Linked DNA regions of Hordeum vulgare: region 2 is linked to region 1. A link is a contact called in public Hi-C data. All regions are on one chromosome and are shown on one strand. The core of a region is the stretch at or near the end of the contact, and the rest is flanking DNA. Distances in the headings are between cores, read along the strand shown. Region 1 holds the start of LOC123425388 (phosphatidylinositol glycan anchor biosynthesis class U protein-like). Region 2 has its middle 160 kb from the start of LOC123425393.

The links. A called contact is a pair of places that touch in the nucleus more often than the background predicts.
Region 2: a contact with region 1 is called in a Hi-C map of leaf, with 2.6 times the contacts expected there. The contact joins the enhancer-like site here to the promoter of LOC123425388 in region 1. A contact is called at or near these places in 3 of 6 Hi-C or Micro-C datasets (leaf and seedling).

What each region holds. Positions count from the first base shown.
Region 1 is chr2H:108,630,545-108,633,241 of MorexV3_pseudomolecules_assembly, reverse strand. It overlaps LOC123425388 (phosphatidylinositol glycan anchor biosynthesis class U protein-like), which reads left to right and starts at 1,367. Exons shown (of 15, transcript XM_045109083.1): 1 at 1,367-1,616; 2 at 1,984-2,136; 3 at 2,240-2,287. The coding sequence starts at 2,004.
Region 2 is chr2H:109,247,094-109,249,790 of MorexV3_pseudomolecules_assembly, reverse strand. No RefSeq gene overlaps it. Among protein-coding and RNA genes, the nearest start is that of LOC123425393, 160 kb to the left of the region's middle. Within about 2 kb of position 1,325, at least 2 of the 3 cell types and tissues checked have open chromatin away from gene starts, as enhancers often do. A contact at or near this core is called in leaf, where this site is marked.

The sequences.
Region 1 (2,697 bases), core at 118-2,617:
AGCTGAACCATGATTTGTGATGACAACTACTTGAGGATGTCGATGCTCCCTCTGTAATTGGTGGAGCCCGCGCGGTGCTCGGACGCCACGTCGCCGTTGGGGTCCTGGATTGACAGGAAGCTGCTGGTCGACCCCAAGATGCTCTTCGTCGGATCCAAGGTTGGGGAGGGCGCCCATGGGAAGGTCTACAAGGGGAAGTAAGTGGACGAACCTTTGTGGCATATAACCCGTGCATAGTGATTCATATGCTTCACCTCAAGGTCGGCAGTACTTGCATCAATTGTTCCAGATTTGAATTTATGTTCCTAAGCTTTAGTACTAGCAGTTGTCCAATCCAATGGGTGTTATTGCAAAAGGTTCTATAGTTATGTATCACGAAGTAGGGGGTAAGAGTTGGTATGATTTTAATTTATAAGTATCCAATTGCTTCGAGAGCCGCTTTAGGGTTCTCATTTTATCGACGGCAGTATTACCTCCCTAGGATTTGATTTATTTTGCGCTTCATTTAGCTATGCCACCTGTTGTACATATCTGTTATTCCTGCTATAGTCAAGGATTCTGACCTCTTTTTCTTAGGTTTGAGTCTTGTTCTAATACTTGCAAAGAGTTGATTCTCTTAAATTTATTTATGTTTCAATGTACAGCATGTGTGTATATTAATGAATAAAACCATTTTCTTCTGCTGCTAATCGTTGATGTTCTCACAAGTTGAGTTGCCAGCCTGACATTCTTGTCCCCCCAAGGAGAAACCTATGCTGTTTAATTACATTTATATTGTAGTTTTGTTTTGCCCATGTGGATACTCTTGATAGCTTATATTAGCAGCCGCCCCCCCACGGAGAAACCCAAGGAGAAACCTATGTTGGAATTTTGAAATAGAATGTTTAATAAATTATAAAATGTTCGTGGATTAAAAAATATTCGTGATTTTGCAGAAAATGTTTGAAATTTTGAAAACAAATATTCAAGAAATCAAACAATGTTCATGATTTTTTTAAAGTTCATGAAGTACTTTTTATAATGAAATTATGCAAAAAAATTGTCAATTCTAAAAATGATCATGAATGGAAAAATATTCTAAAAATTCAAAAAATAATGGTTTGTGACTTATAAAATAGTTTTTCATTCATAAAATGTTTGCTGATTTAAAAAATAATCATGCATTTCTTTGTCCCGTTGCAACGCACGGGCCCTTTTACTAGTGATCTAAAAACAGCGCATCAAACTAAAATTGTGCCGTGGCTGGGCCAGGAAGCAAGGCACGTGGGCTGGTACGACACAGCCCATTTAATAAATGTGTCTGTGTGGGCCATGTCGTTCCAGGCACGATTAGCACGGGCTTTGCTCCAACCGCTCAGGAAAAAAAAAAACACTGCTCCCGACTCCCGTCCCCGATTCTCCTCCCGATCTCGCAGGCCCGCCGTCGCCACCACCGGACCCCAGGAGGCAAGGAGCCGGCCCTGCCCACCCAGTGCCCCTCCCCGCCCCAACCTTCGGTCGCCCACCGCCGCACCGCAGCCTTGCCAGCCGGGGCTCGGCAGCCGCCCATTCCGCACTCGGCAGCAGTCCTGCCCTGCGGCCGGCGGTGTGCAGTTGCAGCGGCCAGCCGATTTGAGGTACCTTTTCTCCATTCCCCAAGTTTTGATTGGCCTCATTACGAATTTCGGGTTTAGATTCATGAATTATCAGGTGGATTATGACAGTGCTATCTGCCACGTACATTAACACATACACATAATTTCTTGTGTCCAATTATGTCGTCATGATTGATACTCCCGATACACATACACATAATTTTGCACATAATTTCTTGTGTCCAATTTTGCACATAGGTACAGAGTTAGTAGAATGTAAATTTTTGTTGTGTCCAATCAGGTGAATTATGATTTTACACAGAATTTGCTGTGTCCAATCAGGTGGATTATGATAGTTCTGTTGGTAAATTAAATTAGTATGTTAACATGTCATATTTGCAAATCCTAGATCTCCACTGATCAGCGGCGATGGCGATCCGACACTACTGGTCGATGGCTGTCGCGGCCGTTGGGTTCCGCCTCGTTCTGGTGCTCTTCGGCGGAGACCTCCACCTTGCCTCCCGCCCGGAGGTCTCCACCCCCCTCACGTCCCTCCGCCGCCGTAAGCACACCTCCTTGCTCTCAGTCCTTCCCTTCCAAACCCCAGCCATTTTGTGATGCTGACGTAATTGGACATCTTGTTTGCCTCTCTGTGTGTGGTGCAGTGGCAGAAGGATACTGGCTAAAGCAGGCGTCCATGTCACCCTATTCCGGTACGTTACGCAGCTCCCCTCTTTGCTCTCTTTGCTAACTTTTAGCACTTCACATTTGCATCTGAATGACCAAAATTTCGAGGCCATGATAGTGGGGTGGGAGGTGGTACTATTAGGTACTCCCTCCGTCCGGTGAAAAATGTGCATATAGAAATTTTAGGACAAATTGTGGAGTGGAGTAAAAAATGCATTGGAAAGGTGCAAACCATCATTCTTTCCTCTTTAATTACCCAAACCCCAATGAGCTAAGTGCATGTAGAAATTGAGGAGACCATATGTAGAATGTTATTGGTCTTGATTACCGTGTGATGAGAGAGAAACATTTTTTCTACTTTAAAGTGCATCGGGAAGATAGAAATACAACTTTTGTGGACAAATTTTAAAGCTAAATGTAAAATCTTCACCGGGGG
Region 2 (2,697 bases), core at 76-2,575, 620 kb before region 1:
TTCGCGAAAGGCACGACTGCATCTCTCAGAAACAGAAAATAAATATGTTTTCCGTGTTTTTACGAGATACATGATTTTGCTATCGTGGGAGGCATGATTTTGCCTTCATGAAATACACGGCTGTGTTTCTCAGAAACGAAAAAATCGCCTTTTTTCTTTCACGAGAGGCACGATTTTCTCATCAGCTTTCTGTGATTTTTTTAAAATCTATCAATATGGAATCTAGTTTTGAAGATCTTGACGCGGGGAACCCAACGATGTAAATGGTTTGAGATTTGGATGCACGATTTTAAAAATGAAACATTTTAAAAATATGGATGTTCAAAAAAAGAAAAAAAAATAGGTTGTAATAAATGACACAATCTGACAAGGTGAGACTGATCTTTTAAAAGAATACCCTTCAATTAATGTCCCAAAATGCCCAACCGCCGACCCTCCTATGCGCCGCTCTTTGCGGCAACTGCCAAGCGGACGCACAGGGGGTCGCCCCGACTGGGCCAGCCCAAGTTAGCCACCAGTACCGAATGTGGAGACCACAAAAAAAATTAGCGACCAGCAGTTGAAAAATCTGAAACATTTCATTTAAAAAATCCAAAACATTTCATTAAAAACATTCCAAATTTGAACATTATTTGAAATCCGGAATATTTTTTCAAATTGTGGAATATTTCTTCAAATACCTGAACTTTTCTAAATTCTGAAACATTTTTTCAAATTCTGGAAAAAAAGTCAAATTCCGGAATTTTTTTCAAATTTTCTAAGCTTTTTTCAAATTTCGGAATATTTCTTTTGAAATATTCCAAACATTTTAATAAAAATATCAGAAAATTTTATTAAATTCCGGAAGAAATTTTCAAATCTCGAAACATAATTTAAATTCCGAAATAAATTTTCAAATTTGGAACATTTTTTCGTATTCTGGAACATTTTTTTAAATTCCTGAACATTTTTAAAACTCTGGAACATTTTCCAAATTTCGAAACATTTTTTAAATTCCAAACCAAAAAATTCTGAAACATTTTTTGAAATTTCGTAACTTTTTTGAAAAATCCAGAACATTTTTAAAAGAAAAACAGAAAAAAAAGAAACAAAGAAGATTATAGAAAAAAAGAAAACAAAAAAAAGAAAACCGGTTCAGGGAATATTATAGAAAGTTCCCAAAACCGGAAAAAGCCGGCTGAAAACCTTCCCAATATCGGAGCTTTTGGCGTGTAAATGAACTGGCCTATTACGAAACGCAGCCTGGAGCACCTGTGCGAAGCCTCGACATTTAGACGACGCAGAATGCGGCGAATAGGGATTTCCAACCGCCAAGGCCCGATTGTTTAGCTCGATCGCATGTGGATTCACTTGGTTTTCTCGCTCGCCCATCCTGCTGTTGTTACTAGGGCAATGTTGCTACTCTCTTATGATTGGTTTTCTTCAACCTTTTATTTAATCTAAAATATCCACAAAATGTTGCTACTCTCTTTAGATTGGTGAAATCACAAAATGTTCGCATAATTTTACAAAATTCCGGTGAACTAAAAAACTAATAATTTAAAATTTATTTACTAAATCTAAAATATCCATGAGTTTAAAAAATATTCATGACTTTGAAAAAGTTGATGAATTTATGAAATGTTCCAAATTCTGTAAAATGCTATTTTTTATAAGTATTTATGAATTTCAAAATGTACACGGATATAAAAATTTATAAATCTATTTCTGCGAATTTAAAATTACAGAAATGAAATAGGAAAATTAATTGTATTAAAAAGCAGAAAGTCAAAAACCAAAAGGAAAACATGTAAACCGACCGAGAAAAAAGGAAAATAAATGAAAAAAGGCAGACAAGAGAGAACCTTTTAGAATGTTATCAAAATCAGAAATAAAAGCAAATTGTTGTGAACTGTATATGTGCATGTAGAATACAAAAAACATACTACTCCCCGAGATGGGCGGGAATTGGATTTTCCTATTACAACCTCATGGAGTGAGTTCTTTCCTTTGAAAACACTATCTTTTAGTTGAATTTTAAAGCTCAGAAGGGAGTTTTGTATTTCTGCTTGGTGAGAGATATATTACGCAAGCACTAGAAAACACCCACATAGGCACACCTTGTTTACCGGTTTTCCGAAGCTTCCACACGGGTTTGGAAGCTTCAACCAGCTTTTTCTTATTTTCTGTATTTTCTACAGTGGTTTTATTAGTTTCTGCTCATTTTATTTTTGTTTCTACCTTGTTGATTTTTCTCATATTTGTTTTCTATTTTCCTTCTATGATTTTCTCTCTCCTTATTTCTTTAATTGATTGGGAAATGCTTTATAGAGCGGGGCGATCGAGCGAATAAAGTTATTGGGCGAGGACCATCTATGCGAGGTGTGCTTTATAGGTGCGGGAAGATGGTGATGGAGATATGATCTAGAGGCAAGAATAAAACTTATTATTTATCTCTTGGTTCATAATTATGTTTATATTATGTGCTATAATTTTCATGGTTCTCGAGTGTGTATATTTAAGAAGTTGAGATGAAAACCCATGTGCATGCATGAAATAAATAAACGGTAAAATAGATTCCTAGCCATTCCTCTAAGACTAGCTAAGTGTTCAACGATGGTTTCGTTTTCCTCATCATGTGCAGGAGAATGTCGGCAGCTTTGAGGACACAATGTTAGAAGAACATTTGTGTTGAATAGTCCCAAATGATGTTATGCT